Regions from separate parts of the Hordeum vulgare genome. Here region 1 is linked to region 2. Evidence: chromatin contacts called from public Hi-C data. All regions are on one chromosome and are shown on one strand. The core of a region is the stretch at or near the end of the contact, and the rest is flanking DNA. Distances in the headings are between cores, read along the strand shown. Region 1 has its middle 33 kb from the start of LOC123440519. Region 2 has its middle 67 kb from the start of LOC123444865.

Region 1 (6,140 bases), core at 1,323-3,822, 260 kb after region 2:
TGCCACAAGCGCAGAACACCTCACAAGGACTTGGCCTCATGAGGCCTCTATCTTTAAGAGGGGCTCTTCAAGGCAATCATCTTCAGCAGCTGGCAGCCTCGCAAGGCAGCCTCCAGCGAGGCCCTCCGAATGGAGGGGCTGCGCGGAGCGGGTCATGTGATTGTGTGCCCACCACATGGGTGACGTGCCCTCATAGGCAAGGACAGCAGAGATCGTGCTAGCGAGTCCCAAGACTTGCTATTTTGGTGCAAGAATGCCACGGTGACGCTGCGTGTTGGGATGGACATCACTGGCGAGCCCACCAGTGCGTCATGGACGACGCCTTTGGCAGGCGAAGACCATCGTTTGTCAAGATAATACTGAGCGTGTGTCCCCCTTCGAATTGTTGTTGTGTGGCAACCCTTTCCTGCCAATATTTTTAGAGAAGAAGACCAAGGCAACTATAAGAGGGACAAAGTTGCTACCATAGACAAGGTTGGATGTTGGTCGGCCATTTCCACCTTCCTCCACATTGTAACACTTGCGGATAACCACAAGAGCAATTCGACACAACCAAGAGTAGGGTTTTACACCACTTGGTGGCCCAAACCTGGGTAGCTCTATGTGTCCCCGTCGTGTCCTCTGTGTGTCCTCCCAAGCAGCGATCATTCGTAGTCTCTCCAAGGTCACGTCGGGTCATGAGATAGCGGGCAAAGTCCCCATTGTTCGAACCACGGTTCTTGGAGGGTTTCCCTTAGGCCCAAAACCACTCTCCAACACATATGACCAAATATGAAAGAAAGCACCATATTTACACGCGACGTCAAGTTATATGACCATAAATTCGTATTTTTATATTTGTACCACCAAAACTGAACATGGAGCGCAGTTCTATGACTATCGGTGATATTACCTCTTTAGCAACTTTGGAACTACCATCTTCGTGTAAAAGATGATATCCAACCAGAAGTGGAGACCTCTGAACCCGGATTGGTTACTATCAATACTGATGGGGTGTTAAATGTCAATGGCATGATGGGAGGAGCGGGAGGAGGGGCTCGATCACACCTGGCATTCCTTGGATGATGGAGCAAACCTTTACAAGGTGTGTCAGACCCGTTCACAGCTGAATAATTAGCTCTTCATGAAGGCATGATCTTCGCTCAACTTCGTGGTTATTCACATGTTATAATGAAGGTTGACTGCTTGGAGTTGGTCAATCTATGCAAGTCGCGTAGCAATTCACGATCGATTTCAGCGCCTAGCTTGAAGGAATTAGAGGAGATCGGAGCGAGTTTCTTATTTCTTTCCTACGAGTTGATTGTAACTGTATGTTAGTTTGTTAATAAAGCTCCTAACTCGGTGCATAAAGACACTCACAAACCTTTTAAAATGGTCACAAGAGCAGACCACTCAAAAGGGATATTATATAGCCCAACATCCACACACATCGCTACGGCATCAAAGCTCCTATCAACGGACTATTACGAAGTAAGGCATCCCTTCAATGACAAACTAACAAGGCTATATGACGCTCCATCAATGAGACCTCATGTTCCGTAGGAGCGACTTCTCGCCCATTCCAAGATGTAAGTAGGTCACACCTCTCATACCACGCTACTCAAACGACGAAGTACTATATCAGTCGTGCTTCTCACTCGTTTTGTTTATCGTCTTTTCATTGTTTTTGGATTGGTTTTCTTTGGTTATCTTCAGTTGTTATATGGTTTTCTTTGACTTTTCCTTATTATTTATATTTTATATTTCGTTTTCTTCCATTTTTTCTATTCGTTTTTCCATTCTTAATTTTCACCAGTTTTCATCAATATTTTATTTTATTTTCTCTTTTATTTCAAAGCAATGCTAATATATTCATACACATGGTTAACTTTTCATATACATCAGGGATATTTTTACATTTAAAACAAAATTCAAATGCATAATTAACTTTTTTCAAATATATGTTTTGATGCCTGCATTTTTCAACCACATTGCATGTTTTTTGTATACATCTAAAATGTTTTTATACACATTTCATTCTTTCTAAATACATGACTAACATTGTTTAATACATACCTTTGAACATTTTTGTAATGCGTGCTAAACATTTTTCAAATACACACTTAAATTTTATTGATATGAACATGTTTTTAAATTATGCAATATTTTTTATGTTTTAGATTTTTTTATAAATGTCACAATCATATTTTTGAGATGCATGCACTTTTTTCAATGTAACATACTTATTTTTAAAGGCCCGAATTTTTTTTAGTTAGACGAGTCTTTTGTTCTTACAGTGCATACCATTTTGTAAAAATAGCACATCCATTTTTATAAACGCATATAACTCTTAATTGTCACATACATTGTTTTAATGGTACAAATATTTTCTAAAAGTTGAGGGATAATTTTCTGAACATTGAATTAAAAAATCAATGAACACTTTGAAAAAAGCAATATATGTATTGAGTATTTATATAATATGAAGAAATGTGTCAAATATACAAATACATGTCGGTGGTGTCTACGTGACAAACCGACATGGTTACTGGGCCAGCCTTGTAGGCAAGCAGACCTCTTGTTTCGCACAAAGCAAGGCATACTCCGGCCCGTATGTTTTGTGCTTAGCGCGGGGAAACGTTGGGACGGCTGTGATCCTATGGAAGCTCTTACCTGGAAAATACTATTTACCGCTAAGATGTCGGGACTTCGCACACGGATGACGAGGGAGCGACACGATATGGGCCTGCCCACTACGATCCCGATTTTGTATATCTTTTAGGGCCTGTTTGGTTCAGGTGTATCTTTATACACCTATATTTATTTTACAGGTCTACTCCGTATATTTTAACTAGAAACCTTATACACCTGCTAGGATACCGATCCCACTTGATTTTTATACACCTGTTAGGATACCGATCGTACTTGATTTTTAACTAGAAACAAAAACGACCAATGAAGGTCTGTATATTTTACAAGGATATGACTCTCTCATACGCCAATCCAATCAGGCCCTTAAACTTTCCTAGCCGGTTTTTTCGGGTTTGGGTACTTTCTAAAGGTTCCTTGAACCGACTTTTCTTTCTTTTTTTTCTTTATCCTTTCCTGGTTCTTTTTTCTGTTTCTGTTTCAAAAATGATGTGGCTTTTCAAATAATGTTCTGGATTTTCAAAAAATGTCTGGCATTTTAAAAAATTATTCTTCAAATACGAAAAATATTTTAGATTTTAGAAAAATGATCTCCATTTTCAAAAAATGTACTGGGTTTCGAAAAAACGTTCTTCAAATTCTGTTTTGCTTTTGTTCAAGAAAAACTTGCGATTTTCAAAATTTGGTCTGAATTTTCAAACAATGATTGGGATTTTTCAAAAAAGAACTTCAAATTCCGAAAATATTTCCAGCTTTTTTTCAAAAAATGGTTCTGGATTTCCAGAAAATATTCTGAATTTTGAAAAACTGTTCGGGATTTACAAAAATAATTCTTCGAATTCTGAATATATGTTTAATTTTTTTTAAATGTTCTGGATTTTTGAAAAAATATTCTAGATTTTTGAAACATGTTCAAGAATTTCAAAAAATATTTTGGATTTTCAAAAAGAATTCAGCACTTTCAAAAATTGTTCTTCAAATTAAAAAAAAAAATATTTGTTAGAAAGATGTTCTCGATTTTCAAAAACGTACTGGGTTTTCGAAAAATGTTCTTCCAATTCTGTTTCTGTTTTTCATTCTAAAAAATGTTCTGGATTCTCAAAAAATGTTCTTCCAATTCGGCAAATGTTTCTGCTATTTTCCAAACATTGTTCAGGAATTTGTAAAAAATGTTCAGAAATTTCAGAAAATGTTCAGGGTTTTCAAAAACTGTTATTCAAATTCGAAAAATCTTTTCACTTCTTAGAAAAAATTGTTCCGGATTTAAAGAAAATGTACTACAATTTCAAAAGATGTTCTTAATTTTCACAAAATGTTCGGGATATTAAATATTGTTCTTGAAATGCGAGATATGTTTTAATTTATTAGAAAAATGTTCCTCAAATTATATTTCTGATTTTGCCAGGAAAATGTTCTGGATTTTGAAAAAAACGTTCTTGATTTTCAATAAATGTTCTTAATTTTCAAAAAATGTTCACAATTTCCGAAAAATGTACCGAGTGTTCAATAAATGTTCTTCAAATTTGAAAAATGTGTCTGTTTTTTTCAAAAATGTTCTGGATTTTCAAAAAATGTTCTGAATTTTCAAAAAATGTTGGGCATTTTTGAAAATTATTCGTCAAATTCTAGAAATGTAGTTGTTTTTATAAATATGTTCTGGCTTTAAAAACAATGTTCTGATATATTTAAAATGATTTTTCACATAATCTTCTTGATTTTCGAAATTTGTTCTCAAAAACTAAAATATATTCATATTTTCAAAAAATGTTGACGTTTCTGAATTTGTTCAGTATTTTCCAAATTTGCTCTCATTTTCAAAATTTGTTCTCAAATTTTCAAAAACTGTGACGCTTTTAAAAACTTATTCATGCTTCCAAATTTGTTCGGGGCTTTGAAAATTGTTCTCTGTTTCAATATTTTGTTCTTAAAATTCAAAAAATGTTCGTGTTTGAAAATTTTGTTCGCGGTCCTAAATCTGTTCTCAATTTTTCAAAAAGCATCTTAGTTTAAAATTTTGTTCTTAAGATTAAAAAAATGTTCATTCTTTGAAAAATTATTCTTGTTTTCAAATTTGTTCCCTGTTTTAAAGAACATTCAAGCTTTCAAAAAGGATTTAATAAATTCAACATTTGTTAGTTTTCATTAAAAAGTAAAACGGCAAGAAAAACGTCCGAAAAAGAAAAACAAAATATGGAGAAAAAAAAGAAGCTACAGTTGCCGTATGCCTACTCGGCCAGCCCATTTGTGGGTCGCCCTGTGCGTCGGCAGATAGCAGTCAGGGGTGGCCCTCGTTGCTGGAGGGAAGAGCTGCAACACACAGGTGCTCGTACTAACTGGGCGGACCCAGCTTTTTTCTTGTTTCAGAGAAATCTAATAAATTTTCTTCTGTTTCTTTCTCCCTTTTCTGCTTATTTCCTTTTTTCTAGTTTTTCTTTCTTTTTTCCTTTCATTTTCGTATTTGAAGCAAAAACAATCGAATTTGAAGAACATTTTTTGAAAACCAGAACATTTTTTAAATTTAAGAAAAAAAGGAAATAAACAGAAAAGGAAAAAAATCTTTTCTGTTTATTTCTTTTTTTCGTTCGTTCTTTTTTTATTTTTTATTTTCTTTTCGTATATGAAGCACAACATTTCTTCGATTTTGAGAAAAAAATTGACACTGAGAACAATTTTGAGAAATTGTGAACAAATTTAGAAGCACGAACATTTTTTTCAAATCATGAAGATTTTCTGAATTTTGAGAACAAAATTTTGAAAAAGATAAAAATTTGAAAACCCCAAACAAATTTAAAAGCGCGAAAAAAAAATTAAAGCACTAACATTTCCTGAATTTGGAGGTGAAATTTCAAAACCGATAATAATTTTGAAACATCTTGAACAAATTTGGAAGCATGAACATTTTCTTTAAATCCGGACATTTTTTCAATCTTGCGAACAAAATTTTGAAACGGAGAATGATTTTGAAAAACCCCAAACAAATTTGGAAGCACGAACAATTTGAACATTTTTTTAAACGTGAAATTTTTTGAAAGCACGAACAAGTTTTTAAAACATGTTTTTTTTTAATTTCGAAAATAAATTTGAAAAACGAGAACAATTATAAGAAATCATAACCAAATTTGGGAGGCTGAATAATTTTCTAAACATGTTTAAAGCAAGGACAAATTTCTAAATTGAAAAAAAATTTCTAAAATTTAAGAACAGTTTCTGAAAATCCAAAACATTTTTGAATAATCCATAAAAAAAATCGAATTTATGAAAAACAATAAAGTTTTGAAATTTGAAACATTTTCTAAAAGCAAGAACCTTTTTTTGCAATTTAAGGACATTTTCCGTATTTGAAGAACAGTTTTAGAAAATCTAGAACATTTTTTAAAACAAAGACAAAAAAAATAAAAAATAAATAGGAAAGAAAAAAGAAAAAAATATAGAAAATTGTTCAGAAATCTTATGGATGTTTCATAAAACCGAAAAAAACTAAGTGAAAGGTTCCCAAAACCAGGATCACTGAA
Region 2 (5,641 bases), core at 584-3,083:
CGCTCTTCCACCGAGCCGTTGTACTGGCTCCCCGGATCCGTCGATCCACTGCTGGAGAGCCACTGCCCCCGAGCAGCCAGTGAGTTTGTACTTGTGCTTGTGGCGAGCGGTATGCATACTTGGTTAACGTGGTGCGCGTATTTGTAAATTTAGATGGAATTGATCCCGTGCGAGAAGTTTTTGCTCGACGATTTGTCCTATTCGAATGACTCGAATGTTGAGACGCTGCTTCTCAACTATCGCCAGCAGACGTTGGTGATGACCCTTGCCGTGAAGGAGCACGAAGACGAGAACTAAAAGGGGTGGCAAGGATCGACCGTTGGTCGTCTTTGCATTCCTCGAAATCGCCATCTCGGGAACGAGATGTTGATGCAAACTACTTCACGGACAATCCAACATATCCGTCGCACCTCTTCCGGAGAAGGTACCGAATGCGTTGATCCCTCTTTGTGAAAACTGTTCAAGCTTGCGAGGCCAATTGTTGGTATTTTACTCAAAGAAGAAATGTCGCGGGCTTGAAGGGATTTAGTGCATATCAAAAAATCTCGGCATCTACGCGGGCAATTGCATACGGCATTCCGGTTGACTATGCCAATGAGTACGTTTGCATTGGTGAAGATACTACAATTGATTTAGTGCATAGGTTTGCCAAAGTGAACATCCGTGTCTTTGGTCTTAGATATCTTCGGGCAACCAACAAGGAAGACACAAAAAATTTGATGGCATCTAATGACAGAAAAGGTTGGTCTAACATGCTAGAAAGCATAGGTTGTATGCATTGGACTTGAAAAATTGTCCAATGGCATGGCAGGGAATGTACTGTGGCAAGTCTCGTGATACAACAATTGTGTTAGAGGCCGTAATATCCGAGGATTTATGGATTTGGTATTGCTTTTTCGGTATGCCGGGTACTCTCAATGATATCAATGTGTTGCAAGAGTCTCATTCGTTTGCTAGGCTTGGTAGTGGTGATGCTCCTGCTTGCAACTGCACTATCAATGGACATGAATACACAAAGGGGTACTATCTTACACATGGTATATACCCTTCTTGGTGCATAATTGTCAAGAGCATCAAAGACCCCAAACCAGTAAACCGTGTGAATTCGCAAGGGCACAAGAGGCAACACGAAAAAACATTGAAAGAGCATTCGGGTTTTTGCAATCTAGATTTGCCATTGTTCATGGCCTTGCTCATTTTGGGACAAACTATCCTTGAAAAATATCATGACATATTGTGTTATTCTTCACAATATAATTATTAAAGATGAGAAAGACATGAACTTGAAGTTCTTCTGAGACAATGTGGATAGCCATGTCAAACTAGTTAGAGACCCTAACCGCATTAAAGCTTTCCTTCAGACCTACAAGAAGATTGAAAATGCAAACATCCACTTTCAGCTTAAGGAGAATCTCATTGAGCACCATTGACAAAGGGCTGGAGAGTAACACATTCTATTTTTCCATTCATTTTTATTTAATTTATATGTGATTTGTATTCGGAACAAGTTTTATATTGAATTATTTAGTTTGCTTTGGTGATTTGAATAATTATTGTAATTTGAATGATTATTGTATTATAATATTCATATTTTTTATATTACAAATTAATAGTTTTGAATACGTGCATATGTGTTAAATTCAGATAAAACCGCATCTGATATACGAACCGACACGGGCGCCGGCAGAACACACATCGCACAACGGAATTGTAAAATGAAATATCTGCAAATATTCCATTTTATAGTTTGGCTACATGAGTGGTGTACGTAGTACTACCTTAGATGCAAAATTAGAACGATTGTACATACCTCGAACAGCTGTCCACATATCAGCACATGTATCTCGCGACATGGACCGTACAAGTCCCCACCGTGGTTCTCCTCCGTTCAGACCAAGATTTTTTTTCTCTCGCGATGGCGACGTACATGAACGGTTCAAGTTAGGTAGGTAAACGACAGCAGCGTCGCTCTAAGGCATGACTAACAGTATGGTTTACATTTAAAAAAAAAACAGTATGGTTTTTTTTAGGGGAAATAGTGCCGCTTTTTATTTAACTCGCACTAGAAATCTCATGGGAAATTACACTTAAAAGGAAGTCTGGTGGTACAACCACCCAAATCTGTGACCTATTGTCACCTACAGCAACTTTAGCAAGCTTGTGCGCAGCACCATTCTCAGATCGACGGACCCATGTTACCTTGGCTTCCAACCTTAATCTTAACAGCTCCTTGATCTCCCGTACCCAGTGTTCCAGCGATGATAAATTATTGGAGGATTGGTTAATCTGCCGCACCACCTCCTTGCTATCTAGCTCTACATGACACGTTGAAAATTCCTGTCAACCGCCACCTGAAGTGCTTGTTTATAGGCCATGACTTCCACTATGCATCCGGGCGTAACCGGGCATCCTCGTATCGTTTTTATATTTGTGTCAAGTTTAAGAAATGTCCGTCAGTTCGGATGTATAGAGACCAAATAAGGTGTCTGATTGATTCACTTTTTTAACCGGACACTGGTCGCGCGGATGTTACACGCGTTTATAGAGAGTAGGGGGTCCGGCTGGGATTAAGGCCTTGTTTGGAACCACTCAGATTATACAATTCAGTTTTTATTATCTATTGTGTCTCCAAACATGACAAATTATGGTCTAGATTATAAAAACTAGATGGATTGCTAATGACCTATTACCTTTGTAAAGTTGGAGATAATTACATTTCTGCCACCGCCACTCTCTTCTTTTAAAAAAACAGAGGGCAAACATGTCATTATGCAATATAAAACATGGATTACAGTTTATATAATCTGGCCTCCAAACATGCTCACTTAGATTATTTTTATAAACCGATAATCTACCTTTATAATCCAGATTATCTAATCTATTGGCCTAATACATGGTGAACTTGGAGGAGATTCGGTCGAGTAGACGGGTAGAGCATTAGGATTTAGGAGCCTACTTGATGATTAAATTAACAGTTTGACACTGATTGAAGGTAGAGGGTTACTACTAGTTTAATACTTCATTCGTCCTAGAATAAATATCATTGTCTTAATGTTATATTTGTATTAACTTAACATTGATTTTTTTAATATTCATCTTAGGACAAAGGAAGTAGCTTCTTCTATTGTGCTCACTAACCATATTTTCGCAAAGAGGTAGAGCTGCATAAGCACATTGTATCCAACACTGTTTTCTGGCAAATTTCTAACGGTGTCCGTACAAGTCATCCTACTTAAGAACATCTTCACCAAATGCCAAAAACTATTCTGCACGTTAAAAACCATTTTTTGTCATCAGATACGCTTCAGCGGATGTTATAAAATAGTGCGCGTGTTAAAAAGTTTTTGGACATACGTTAAAAAAACGCTATCGCACGCCACAAATTTAAGACGTCAGACCACGCGCGTTTCATAATTTACACTGCGTGTTTTTTTAAGCACGCGTTTTTGTACAATGTGAACAACCAATATTACCCCTTCCGCAAAAAAAAAAAAAAACCAATATTACCTGCGACGCGCTAAAAGTGCTACAATGACACTGTAAAACTATTTTAGCACTTGATATTTTAGCGCCGCTGTTCAGGATGCTTTAACTATATAACCACTTTTCGCAAGCAGCAGCGACTAATCATGTGGTGGTTCTGAATTTCTAAAACCCGTGGGCACCGTACGCACCACAACGTGAGCATGCCAACAAATTCATGACAACGCCTCATACCCGGTGGCTGCGAAGATCAAGGAGTGCACTTGATAACCTGACCGTGTAACTGATGCGAAAAGAGCCAAGGTCTTTTTGATGGCGCTATCAGTTGGCTTTTCAAGTGACACAGGTCCGCGCGCCTAGTCTCCGCTGCCGCTCGACAGGGACGCCGTCGGTGAGAAATCGCCAGCGACGCAGCGCCACCGCAAGTCTCCTTCCATCTCGCAACCGTATCCCTGCACTTATCCTCCCCGGCCGCCGCGGTTAAACGCCACCCGTGAGGTGAGGCCCTGGCTGGTCTCGGGGTGCACCACGCACCAATCACCTTGCTGCTTTACATCTCGCATCTATCCTCGTTGGCTGTCCAAGTCCAATGTGCAAGTGTGCAGCTCGTGTGTATTCTGATGGGTCTCCCCTGTTCACACTCTTCTGATATCTGCAGGTAGTGTCAGTGAGGCATCGTTTCTAGAACCTTCCATGCTCCAGAAGCTCAGATTTTTTTTGGAGGTCAGATAGCAAACATGTGGTATTGGTAAGGTTGCGTAATAAAAGCATCTCTAGCATATCCTGCATATTGCCGCGTCCCCTAAAATAACCGTTTCTTTTCTTGGAGCTGCATATTTCTGTCCGTGCTCACCAAATGTCTAGTATATTTCTGTCCGTGCTCGCCAAATGTCCAGAGCGCCCTCCAGTTTACGCAGCGACTGAGTTAAAATGATGCTAGCGGGGGATCAATTCTGGGGTCAGCCTTTTTTTTTTGAACAACCAATTCTGGGGTCAGCTAGTTGCTTCTCAGCGCTGCTAACCACCACGCCACACTCGACACTTATTGTACACCGTAAAGAGCGCGGCCTACTAGAAGAAAAAGGAGTAGGGTTTTAGCATGTTTACCTTCTTTTTATGTTTTACTTTTTTTCTTTTTGTTTCTTCATTTTTATTTGGTTTTTCCGTGTTTTTTTCCTTTTCCCCTTTTCTTTTTTGTTTGATTGGTTTTCTTTTCTCTTCTCCATTTTTTATTTGGTTTTCTTTTTTCCTTCTCTATTTTTTATTTTTCTCTTTTCTTATGTTTGTTTTGGGTTTCACTCACAATTTTCATATATGTGAAAAACATTTTTCTAATAAGTGATACACGTTCAACATTGTCTGAACGCTTATTCAAACTTTTTCAAATACCTTTTCAAAATTTTAATTTTTTTAAGTACTTGTTTAACATTTTTCAAATATTTGTATAATATTTTTCAAATACTCATTCAGCATTGTATAATGCTTATTTAAAAAAATCAAATATTTTTATTAACGTTCTTAATACTTATTCTACATTCTCAAATACTTGTTAAACATTTTTAATAAATATTCATCATTTTTAAATAATTGCTAAACATTTTTAATACTTGTTCATCGTTTTCAAATACTTGTTCATCATTTTTCAAATACCCATTCAAAAAAATTCCATTCTTGTTCAAATTTTTTATATGAATAGTTTTTGAAAAGTATTTTTTGTTATATATTTTCAAAAAATATAGAAAAGTACAAAAATAAAGCAATAAAAGAGAACAGAAAACAGAAGCCGAAAAAAGGTGGTTGCCGGCCCATATGGGGCTTCCCCGACGCGAGAGATCCCCCTGACTCGCTTAGGGCTTGTTCGGTTAGGCAAGATTTGAAGAGGTTTGACATAGATTGAAAGGGATTAAATCCCTTACAAGTCAAAATCCTCCTCAAACCTGTCCAATCCCCTTCAATCCCTGTGGTGAGGGAATTAACCGAACATGGCCTTAAAAAGAAACATAGGGGCGCCCTCCTGTTTATGGACCCCCTTTTTTATTAGGAGAATGGGAATCCCGCACGACATCACTCATGGGCTTGCCCAACAGGAGGCATTATCTTCAGTTCTCTCGTTTCATCATAAAAAGGAAGCAACTAATTCAGCAGTGCACCTACGGAA

The links. A called contact is a pair of places that touch in the nucleus more often than the background predicts.
Region 1: a contact with region 2 is called in a Hi-C map of leaf, with 3 times the contacts expected there. The contact joins two enhancer-like sites. A contact is called at or near these places in 2 of 6 Hi-C or Micro-C datasets (leaf and seedling).

What each region holds. Positions count from the first base shown.
Region 1 is chr3H:545,187,204-545,193,343 of MorexV3_pseudomolecules_assembly, forward strand. No RefSeq gene overlaps it. Among protein-coding and RNA genes, the nearest start is that of LOC123440519, 33 kb to the right of the region's middle. Within about 2 kb of position 2,573, at least 3 of the 3 cell types and tissues checked have open chromatin away from gene starts, as enhancers often do. A contact at or near this core is called in leaf and seedling, where this site is marked.
Region 2 is chr3H:544,930,953-544,936,593 of MorexV3_pseudomolecules_assembly, forward strand. No RefSeq gene overlaps it. Among protein-coding and RNA genes, the nearest start is that of LOC123444865, 67 kb to the right of the region's middle. Within about 2 kb of position 1,834, at least 3 of the 3 cell types and tissues checked have open chromatin away from gene starts, as enhancers often do. A contact at or near this core is called in leaf and seedling, where this site is marked.